Linked DNA regions of Sus scrofa: regions 1 and 3 are each linked to region 2. The links are chromatin contacts, called in public Hi-C and HiChIP or PLAC-seq maps. All regions are on one chromosome and are shown on one strand. Each heading gives the region's core, a stretch centred on a gene start, on an enhancer-like site or on the middle of the called end of the contact. The rest is flanking DNA. Distances are from core to core; before and after follow the strand shown.

Region 1 (3,243 bases), core at 167-2,666, 130 kb before region 2:
CCCCGCGGGGGGGGGCAGGCCAGCCCTCTTTCTGCTAGGTGGGAGGTGCTGACGTGCCACATTTAGCGTGGGGAGTCCTTCCTTCTACCCTCACTCCCCACCCTCAGGCCCCAAGAGTCCTGCTGGCTCGGCCCAGGAATCTTGGATGCAGTGGTTGGGGGTGGGTGGCCTTGCGGAGGGAACTCAAAGATTTAAAGGGCCCAGTCCTCTGGGCCTCTCTCTGTTTCCACAAACGGCCCCTTGGGCCCAGGACATGGCCTATGAGCCTGCATGGGCCAACACTTTCCCCTGAGCTTGGGTTTGAACCCAGGGCGCATGTCCCTCCAGGGCTGGGTTTCCAGGCAGCCCTTTGACCTACGCCCAAAGTGACCAAGAGGCCCGGGAGCTGCAGGGTCCCTCCCCACCCCCTGCCCCCGCTCCTGAAATCCCTCTCCCTGGGCACTGACCCTCTGTATTCTCTGCCCTCCACCCCCTCCTGTGCAGGCTTCCTGGAACCCAGGGACCCTGGAGGTTTCTGGACCATATCGAGTTGCCTGGGTGGTGGTTTCCTTTTTTTTTTTTTTTTGGGCCATGCAGGGTGGAGGAGCTGGGAGAGAAGCCCATGATTGGGCCAGGGCCAGCCAAGGGTGGAGGCCGACTGGAGCCTGTGTCTCTCTGGGTCGAGCTCTGCCCCCCCCCCAACCCCAGCCCCTACCTCTGAGGGGCCTGGGGGCCTGGCTTCCCCTCCTTGCTGGGACCAGCCCTGTTTGGCATTTCCTGCCTCCTCCTCCCTTTCATTTTGCACCAGGCTTCCCAAGGATGCCCCTGGGCTGGGTGGGTAGTGGCGGGGGGGTAGGATTGGGGCTGTGGGCCCCACTCTTAGCATTCTCCCTGGTGACTGGGGCCTGGCTTGACCTGGCACCACCACTGTCCCCCCTGAGCCTGGGCCCAGGATGGGGTCAGCTGGATTGCTTCTCCCTAGGCTGCACCTCCTGGCTGGACTGCTGGGCTGGGCCCCCCTCCAGGTCTGAGCCAGGAGGCCAGAGCTGATGGCGAGTGGGGGGCAGGGCTCTAGGAGAGGCGAGGGGGAAAGCAGAGCCCCCAAGGCCAGGGGGTGGCGGAAGAAAGGGAAGCACCAACCCTCTGGGGGCAGAAGCCAGGAGGAAAGCCCGTTGGAGTTAATTCTGAGGCGATTTTGAGAAGCCCCAAGTCCTTGGCAGCTCTGCCCTGGCCCCCCAAGGCCCACTGCACACATGGTTTTGCTTTTCCAGGCATCTTCCCTCTGTCCCCTCCCTCTGGGTGCCTTCTGAGCTCCTAGGGCCCCTCCCCCAGTCCTCTTGGGCCCCCTCCTTCCTCCTTGACCCACTTTAGTCCCCTGTTGCTGGGGGAGGGGAGCGCGCAGCCGGCGGCTCTGATCCTGGCTGCCTCCCCCGGCATCCCTTGGGGCGGGCTCTGGATGGAGCCAGCAGGCTGAGCCGGCCCGGCCCCAGGGACTGGCACACGGCGTGCTCCGAGTGGCAGCCTCCCTGCCCCCTCCATGGACAGACAGTTCTGGACAGCTGCCCCTGCCTGGGCCCCTGGGAGGCCCTGCCAGGCCCAGGCTCCGGTTTCCCCCAGCCCCAGGGAGCTGCTGCTCCAGAAGTCCCTCCTACCGCTGCCTCCTGGCCGAGCACACTTCCCAGAGGGGCCCGTGGGGCCGGGCCAGGCCCTCGCCTCCACCCCTTCTTCTAAATCTCTGCTGGAGAGACTGGAGCTGGGGTCAAGTTCCGTGTGGGCTGTTGATCTGTGTGATGTGGGGAAATCCGCCCACCCTCTCTGGGCCTCATCGATGGGATGAAGGATTTGGACCAGATAGCTAACCTTTAGTGAGCATTTACTATGTTCCAAGAACTCAGCTAAGCATGTTACATGTGATCTCACTGTGTTGTCGAAATGATGTAAGCCTCAGGCCTATTAAAAGATAAGGCTTTAGATGTGATGCAGAAAGGGAAAGTAATTTGCTCGAGGTCACACAGGGAGTCCGTGGTGGAACCACTGGGGTTTGAACTCAAGCAAATCCTGTAAGATGAATTTCCATTGCCCTAACGTTCTAGAAGCCATCCCTATACCAGGGCCGTTCACTCTTCCTGGACTACTGCCTGGCTGTCTGAGGACTCGAGATCCTCCTTCAGGGGTCCTGCCTGAGGCCCCTGTCCCTCTGCCCTGCTCTGGTGTTGCATGGGTCCCCACCCCTGCCCCCTGCCCCGCCACAGGCTGTGGGAAGCCAAGGCCCCAGGATGCCCGCCAGCTGGGAACTCACTCCATCCTGAGGCCTGGTTCTGTGGTCCAGGGCCCTGGCCCCACGTGTGATCACTCTGTGCACAGGATGTGTCCTGGCTTCCAGCGCTGCCAACCGCAGGAGCCATGAGCCAGCGGGAATTTCTGCACGCTCCCTGCATGACCACCAGCTCAGGCCTGCGGAACCCCCTGCGAGCCCTTCCCCTCTCCCGCGTCTCATAATCTCGGCAAAACACAAATGTGCAGAACTGGGCGGCAGACCCCGAGGGTACTGCCCAAATTTGGGGAACCGTGCTTCTCTAGTCTCTGCATTTTCTGTCTTTTCTTCTTTGAGTCTTGACATCTGTCCGTCCTCTGGGAACCTTGTTATTTCACCATCATTGTCTTACTGAACAGAGGAGGGGGTGGGTGGTGGTGGAGCGGGGGTGGGGGTGGGGGTCCTGGAAGCAAAATCAGGACATCTTTTCTTATTTGCCTAATTTCCTCACTTAAACGTATCTTGTGATTAAACATTTTCTTAGCAGGCTTGGTCAGGGCTGCGCGAGTTTTCTTTTCATAAACATTGGCAAGTGAATTTAACAGCCGTGTTTGTATTAGCTGGAGGTTTCATTTGCATAGTGATTGTTCTTATGAAGCAAAATAATCACTCGCAGTTTATGAAACTATATAAATACTGGGGTCTGGAGCCGGGCGCATGCGCGGGTCTTTCTTCCTGCCTGGAGATCCATCCATCCTGTTCAGGCAGGAAACTCAAGGTCCAGGAAGAGCCAAGTGTGACTGGTTTCTCCCTGGGGAGGTGTTTCCTGGGCTGGTATTGCTTGATGGGTGGAGCTTGTGGTCCCCATTCCACGAGCTCCTTCAAGGGCCTAAAAGGGGGATCTGGCCGAGGTGAGCTGACCTGAGTATCTACTCCTTTTTGTTGGTCTTCCAGCCTTTTTGATTAAGATGGCACATTGGTGGCCTGAGGCGCAGTGTTGCCCACAGATA
Region 2 (3,537 bases), core at 980-3,479:
CCTCCCCCCCCTCCTTTCTGCCAGAGTGACTGGATCACACAGGGGACTCCGGGAACTCACATTTCCCCCCTCGGTGAGACTCCCAGACGGTGCTCAACCATCTGTGGTCCCGTGGGTCCAGCAGAGGGGGCCCGAGGAGGGGGGTTTGCCCATCAGGAGCTGGTTGGGTCAGACACTCGCATAGATCCTCGGCACCCACCCTGAGCGGGCTGATTAATTAAGCAATTGCATCATTGATTCAAGGTTTGTGATTTGGTGCCAGGGCGCTCTGGCTGGCCTGTTCCTGAGCTCTGCTTCCCTCCCCAGGGCTGTCAGTTGTAGGATCCCTCTTTTTTTTTTTTTTTTTTTTTCCCCAGCCGGATTTTCCTCCTCCGTGCCAACCCTGGGTGGGCGGTGAGGGAAGGAATTGGATCCCCTGTGTCCCAGCCGCCCCCAACCCCCAGCCAGGAAGCTCTAGTGGCTTCTGGGGTGTCTTGATGGGGTGGGGCTGTGGGCTTACAGCCCTGGGCAGACCCCAGGAGGGGCCTTTTCTCCTCCCAGCAGGCCCCATGGGCTTCAGCAGGGGCTCCGAGACGAGAGGGCAGGGAGCCCTGTGGCGCTGATTTGACATTTTTAGCCGAAGACCTTTGTTCAGACCAATTTTCAAGTAGCTTTGGGTTGGAGTGCATTCTGCTTTTTTTTCCTTTTCTTTTTCTATTATTTTTTTTTTTTTTTAAATCCTGGGCCTATTTTTCCTTTTTCTTTCAAATCCATGCAATAGCATCTGACCCTGGGAATCCCATTCTTGCCACCTTTTCCCCCAAGCCGCCACCCTCTCCCGCCTGCCCAGGAAGGCCTGAATTTCCCATCAGCCTCTGGGCCTCAGACCATCCTCTCCCGCCCCTTCCCCCCTCCTGGGGGCCTTCCGAGGGCTGCAGACTCCCAAGGGAGGCTGGATCCTCGCCTGGGGCCTGGTTCTTGGGCTGCAGGGTGGGAGCTGCCATTTTTCTGTCCTCCTCCAAGTGACTTTGGCCTCATTTTGGGGGAGCCAGTGAAGTTGGCTCAGATGCTGCCACAGCCTCTGACCTCAGGGTTGAGAGCCAGAGCAGGGGGTGGGAGAGCGGCACAGGAAGAAAATTTAACCCACGGCCCAAGAAAACAGACTCCCCCCCCCCCCCAGGGGAGGCCTGGGCCGTGTGGCAAGAATCTGTAAAATTTTCACTGAATGAAGGTGGCGGTGTAACAGCATCTCCCCCAACCCAATAGCCCCCAAACCAAAGATCTAAAACAACCCAAACCGGAACAATAGAAACACCTCCTTGTGAGTCTCAAAGTGATCATTGGAAGACACCGCCTTCGGGAAACAGGGGATTGTTAACTTAGGTTCTTTAGAAAACCCACGCTATTCACCCAAAGAGATGGCAAACCTCCTTCTGGCATGAAAATCCATGTGGTTCCAGAGAGGAAGGTTGGGGGCGGGGGTGGGGGCCAAGGCGGCGTCCATCCTTGAGCTCCAGACAGATGTCCAGGGAACGGAGGCCAGAAAAACCTCCTCTGTGCAGTGATTTATTTTATTTTTTAGATCTATATGCTTTGACCACCCTTATTTATTTATTTCCAAGGGGCTATTTTTGTCTGCCCGGGCTCCTTTGTAGCAAAGCCCCCTTTTCTAGAATTTCCTCTCCTTTATTAGAGTTACAGCTCAGCTTTGTGCAGCCCCGGGGGAGCCGGCCAGCCGCTGGCAATTTCTCTCAGACACCCAATTACCCCCTGACGTCACTGCCTCCTCGCCCTGCTCCCCTGGGTGCCTGCATTTTTTCCTTTGTAACACTAATAGCTGACTAGCTAAGTGCCTGTCGGTTCCTTGGCAGAGGAGTTGATTGTGTTTTCGGCTGGATACTAAATCCAAAAACTATGTAAAAATGTCAATAGGTGAGTGCACATTGATTTTGGTTAGTCACAGTGATATTTGAGCCCCTTTGGGAACTCTGTCTGGGGAAGTATTTTACAAGAAAGATAATATAACAGAAAATTACTGGAGCTCTGCGGGTCTCTGGTGGGTTTCTTAGGGGCCTGCTAAATTGCTGTAGAATCAACAAATGCTTTATTAATCTAAATTTGTGGTTTTGTTCTTTCTTCTCTTCAGAAGGTTGGAGTTTTAATGATGCCGGCGGCGAGGCTGGGCGGCGCGGTCCGCACCTTGGCTGCGGGGCTGGGGTACCCGGGCTGGTAATGAACTCCCAGAGGATTCTGGGAGCAGGGCGGCTGTGTTCCCAGCCGGCTTCCTGGGGAATGTGGAGCAGGCGCCGGGCCCGCCGCTTGCCAGGTTGAGGTCTGTGCGAGCAGATAAAGTGAGGGGCTGAGGGCCTGGAACAGCTGTGCCGGGCCAGGCTGACTGGGAGAGGCTGATAAGGGCCCAGAAGGAGCCCAGGCGGGCGGCGTGGCACCGCCAGAAATCTGACGGGGTATCAGGACTGGCAAAGAAAGTTAAACACAGGGCCGGTTCCGGGGGATGGTTGGCGGACCTGCGGAGAAAGATAATGGTAATTGATGGAATCAAAGTCACAGCACAGCCTTGTGTTTTCTTGGCAATTAATTCCCGCCCCCCCGTCCCCAATTTCGAACCCCCTGGCATTCCCAGAGCCCAGGATGCCCCCGCGAACAGCCTGTTCGCTCAGATAATCAGCACATGCCCTCCTTGCTTTGGGGGGGTGGGAGCCGGGGCGACGCGGAGGAGAACCGACACAATTAGAGCCCGGGTTTTCAAATATATATTACAAACAAACAAGTCCGAGAAAGAAAACCCCACTGAAAAGTTAAGGATGCGTCACTCCAGGAGCTCATCTGATCTTGCTCCGGAAGGGAAGGAGGAAAATCCATGTCTTTGTAAGAGTGCTGGGCTCCTGGTCTCCTGGCTGGGCAGGACAATGTGTTGGGCCGGGCCCTGCACACACACACAGACACATACCCCCCCTACATACACACACTTGCACACACGCACTTCCCGGACGATGCTGCGGGGGGGGGGGGGGGTGAGACCGCACGCCGATAATGGGACAGCAGTTCAGGCTGCGTACAGATGCGCCCGCCAGCCTCTCCTGCGTGCGCTGCGTATGCTGCCCCCCCCCCACCCCCGCCCCTCGCCGCCCCGCAACCTTTTTTGTTCCTTGAAAGGCAGCCCTTCTCAACAATGGACCAACCAGGCTGTGGCCGCCGGCTCACGCTGCCCGCCTGCTCCGTAGGTGAGGCGTTCAGCTGGCCTTTTGTTGTGCACACGCCAGGACACACCTGCTTGCAGGGACGCGCGTGAATGCATGACGCCGCACAGCACCCACTCCTCTGCACGACGGCGGCCCGGCTTCTGGTTCCAGAGCGAGTCCCGCCGTGCCCCCAGGGAGGCCCCGGGTCGGCTGTAGGATCTGAAGCAAATAAAACACTCCAAAAATCTTCCCTGGGGCCTTTTGAAATGAAAAGCAGTGTGCAGAAAAACGGCGTGTGGCGTGTCAGTCCGGGGGTGCAAGGCATAGGCCTCCAAGTAAGGGGAATCTAAGGGAAGCG
Region 3 (3,493 bases), core at 782-3,281, 160 kb before region 2:
ATCGGAGCTGTAGCCACTGGCCCTGGCCAGAGCCACAGCAATGCAGGATCTGAACCGCGTCTGCGACCTACACCACAGCTCACAACAACGCCGGATCCTTAACCCACTGAGCAAGGCCAGGGATCGAACCCGCAACCTCATGGTTCCTAATCGGATTCGTTAACCGTTGAGCCACCACGGGAACTCCCTCACGCAGCTCTTTTCTACCTCAGGGCCTTTACACACACTGCTCGCTCTGCCAGGAACTCTGTTCTGGGTCCTCTTCTCTGACTCCTTCGGCCTCCTCCAGGCTCTCAGCCAAACCACTGCTGTGACCCTCTGCTTTTTGGCCTCATTTACACTATATTTTTCCTTCTCAGGATTGTTCGCCACGGTAATTAAATAATTATTTATGTGGCCATTTATTAAAAGTCAGCCTCCACACTAGAGAACAAGCCCCAGCAAGGAGGCACTGTGGTCCTGCTTGTTTGTTGTCTTACCCTCAGTTTGGGCACGCAGTAGGCACTCAGTGAATACATGAATGTTGACTAAACAACTAACAAAGGAATGAACTTATTTCCTGGGGGAAAACTGAGGGTTCATCTTCCCTCCCCAAAATGATTTCTTTCTTATAGGCTGATGCAAGTTTTCCCAGTGGAGAGTGTGATTCTCAAGTTATGAAAATGTCTAAACAAAGATCACAAATTCCAGATTGTATATATTCAAGTGTCATCTATTTATTTATTTAGTCTTTTTTTTTGCCTTTTCTAGGGCCACTCCCAGGGCATATGGAGGTTCCCAGGCTAGGGGTCAAATTGGAGCTGTAGCTGCCAGCCTAGACCAGAGCCACAGCAACATGGGATCCGAGCCACGTCTGCAACCTACACCACAGCTCATGGCAATGCCGGATCCTTAATCCACTGAGCGAGGCCAGGGATTGAACCCGCAACCTCATGGTTCCTAGTCGGATTCGTTTACCGCTGCACCACGACGGGAACTCCTCAAGTGTCATTTAAAACACACAGGTGTGTGTGTGTGTGTATATGTGTGTGTAGGGCAAGAAAGGAGTCATTTGGTCACTTATTGCAAAGCACCTCTTGAACAACTTTGGAGACTTTTCAGGGATACTAGTTTATGTAATTTTTTTTTTTTTTGGTCTTTTTTAGGGCCGCACCTGAAGCATATGGAGGTTCCCAGGCTAGGGGGTAGAATCCCAGCCATAGCTGCTGGCCATGGCAACACCGATCTGACCAATGCCACAACTTGAGGCAACGCAGGATCCTTAACCCAGTGGGGCAGACCAGGGACTGAACCTGCATCCTCATGGATACTAGTCAGGTTCTTAACCCACTGAGTCACAGTGGGAACTCCAGGATACTAGTTCCGAAGTCACAACAGGAGCCCTATCTTATTTTACTTTATTTGTCTACCTTGTTTTTTGTCACCCACTGCTCCTCCGGCATTTACCAGGCTGCTCTGGATGACACCTGCTTCTTTTTGAAACTCAGAGGGACACCTAATTGGGTGTGTGTCTGGGGATTTACATCCTTACATCCTTGGGTGTGGAAAGGCAGTACCTTGAGTGAGAGGCGCCTGTCCTCCAGTGAAGTTGTGACTCAGAAGGAAGATGCCCCGTTTATGTGGACAAGGTCTTATTTGTTTTCACAAACATTACCTTGTAATTTCTCTTGCATTTCCCAATGGGGGTTCCTTACAGTTTACAAAGGGGTTCCCTAGCCAGCCTCTGGGTAGGGCCGGAGCAGCCCTTCACTAGGAAGAAGAGGCGACAAGGGGACTTTTCTCATGGCGGGAGGGGCCCAGACTCCTGGGTACCCCGCAGGAAGGGAGCAGGTGGGGTACCAAACGGTATCTGAAAATGACTTTTTTTCTGGCCTCAAGTGGCCAGGCTGGTGAGAAGCAAAGCCCTTGCAGCAGGCAGCTAGCCCTGCCCTCACCCGGTGCCTCTTGAGACCCTTTCAGTAAGGAGATCCCGGATTTTTGCTGCTCTGGAATTTTCCTTAAAACAGCATATTTCTGAAAGGAGTTAAAAACGAAACAAGCTTCTAAGCGAGCAGGCCGGGCCGAAGCAGGGACGCAGGGACGAAGTGGAACTCCTTCCGCACCCCGAAAACCATCGAGCTGGGAGGCTGCAGCCAGGTCTTTTGGGGGAGGGGTGAGCGTCGGGACGCGAAAGTGTGCAACGGCGACGCGCAGGAGTGGGTCTAAAAAACTGTGCGCTTGTTTAGGACACCTAGCCTTGTGGATTCGTTCCCTTGTGGATGGCCTGTCGCCTGCCCCTCAGCCTGTTACCCCCACCTCTGGCCTCTGGGCCTTCCGCAGTTCCTGAGGGTGGAAAAAGGGCAGCGCCGCGGGTCTCCAACCAGCCCTCCCCGCTCGGTGACCCCTCCTTTCCTCCAGCAACCCCTTCCCCGCCGCGCTCCTTTTGTCCATCCCTTCTTTCTCCAGGCTCCCGGCTGGGCACGATCCGCAGTCTCCAGCCCCCCAGAGAGCCTGGGAGGGCAAGCCGCGGGCTGTTCTCCACCCCCTCCCCCTAGGAGAGGCAGCCCGCGGCGGGGGCACCCCGGAGCCGAGGCCAATCGCCCCCCTCCCCCAGCGTGTGCCATCTGCCGCCTGTCAGCCTCTCTCCGCGGGCCGCGATCCCAGGCGCCGGCGGGGGTGGGGAGCTGCCGATTCGGCCCCTCCTTCCTGGCTCCTTCCCAGGCGTCTTGTGGCCTCTGCCCTCGCTTAGGCCCTTGGCACCCCCTCTCATCATAACCCCGGCCATCCCTGAGCTGCGGGAGGCGGCTCCTATTTCCCTCCGGGAAGGCCGAGATGTCGGACACTCTCGACGCAAGAGCTGGGGAGGGCGGTGATCCTGGGGGCGGCAGCCCTAACGAGGGGAAAAGGTGGACCTCTGAGCCTGAGTACCAGTTAGGGGACGTCTCCGTCCCGGTCTCTCTAGGGATACTCGCTCTCTGCCTCCCGGTGTCAGAGTGTATGCCTCGGCGGCGTCGCGTTTCTCTGGTCGCCCGACTCTACCTCGGAGACGGCCTTGAGCGCGCAAGCTTGGTCTTCTTCCCTGAACCTGCCTTAAGGCCGATCCCTGCACCCCATCTGCGAGGGTGGCATCTATCTCTGTTATCGGTCCAGCACTGGGTCGGAACCCGGAGGCCCAGAGAGGCGAGCAAGCCGAGTGGGACCGCGAAGCCAGCAGAGTGGGGCGCGGGCGCGACTGGCAGGCCGGCTGGGGAACCGCGGGGCGCAGGCGCCCTGCTTGGGGCGGGCGCCGCTGCCCGGCCGGCCCCGGCGCGGCTCTCGGCGGGCAGCGGGTTTTTCCGTGAAAGGTTGCCCCGGGTAACTCGTCTCCGAGGGGACGCAGCCCTCCTCTCTCCAAGTGGCAACTTATCGATCCGCGAGATTGATAACCCCCAGCGCCGCACAGAGCACCCGCTCCGCTCTCCCCGCTCTGGGGCTAGCCGGCCCAAGGTGGCGCCACTCGCCCGGGGAAGGGCGG

Evidence for each region. A called contact is a pair of places that touch in the nucleus more often than the background predicts. HiChIP or PLAC-seq counts read pairs in DNA pulled down with a chosen protein or histone mark.
Region 1: a contact with region 2 is called in a Hi-C map of skeletal muscle, with 2.2 times the contacts expected there. The contact joins two enhancer-like sites. A contact is called at or near these places in 1 of 47 Hi-C or Micro-C datasets (skeletal muscle) and 1 of 2 datasets of contacts at active chromatin or transcription factors (skeletal muscle).
Region 3: a contact with region 2 is called in an H3K27ac HiChIP or PLAC-seq map of skeletal muscle, with 5 times the contacts expected there. The contact joins the promoter of ZNF423 here to the enhancer-like site in region 2. A contact is called at or near these places in 7 of 47 Hi-C or Micro-C datasets (brain, epiblast stem cells, mesenteric adipose tissue and 4 more) and 1 of 2 datasets of contacts at active chromatin or transcription factors (skeletal muscle).

Annotation. Positions count from the first base shown.
Region 1 is chr6:34,951,320-34,954,562 of Sscrofa11.1, forward strand. The region is part of intron 1 of ZNF423 (zinc finger protein 423); the gene reads left to right. Among named protein-coding and RNA genes, the nearest start is that of ZNF423, 24 kb to the left of the region's middle. Within about 2 kb of position 1,417, at least 36 of the 83 cell types and tissues checked have an H3K27ac peak or open chromatin away from gene starts, as enhancers often do. A contact at or near this core is called in skeletal muscle, where this site is marked.
Region 2 is chr6:35,083,707-35,087,243 of Sscrofa11.1, forward strand. All of the region lies in intron 3 of ZNF423 (zinc finger protein 423), which reads left to right. LOC110260968 (a long non-coding RNA gene) reads right to left here. Exons shown (of 2, transcript XR_002344614.1): 1 at 3,268-3,537; 2 at 2,069-2,504. Among named protein-coding and RNA genes, the nearest start is that of ZNF423, 160 kb to the left of the region's middle. Within about 2 kb of position 2,230, at least 9 of the 83 cell types and tissues checked have an H3K27ac peak or open chromatin away from gene starts, as enhancers often do. A contact at or near this core is called in omental adipose tissue, retroperitoneal adipose tissue and skeletal muscle, where this site is marked.
Region 3 is chr6:34,927,255-34,930,747 of Sscrofa11.1, forward strand. It overlaps ZNF423 (zinc finger protein 423), which reads left to right and starts at 2,032. Exons shown (of 8, transcript XM_021094227.1): 1 at 2,032-2,136.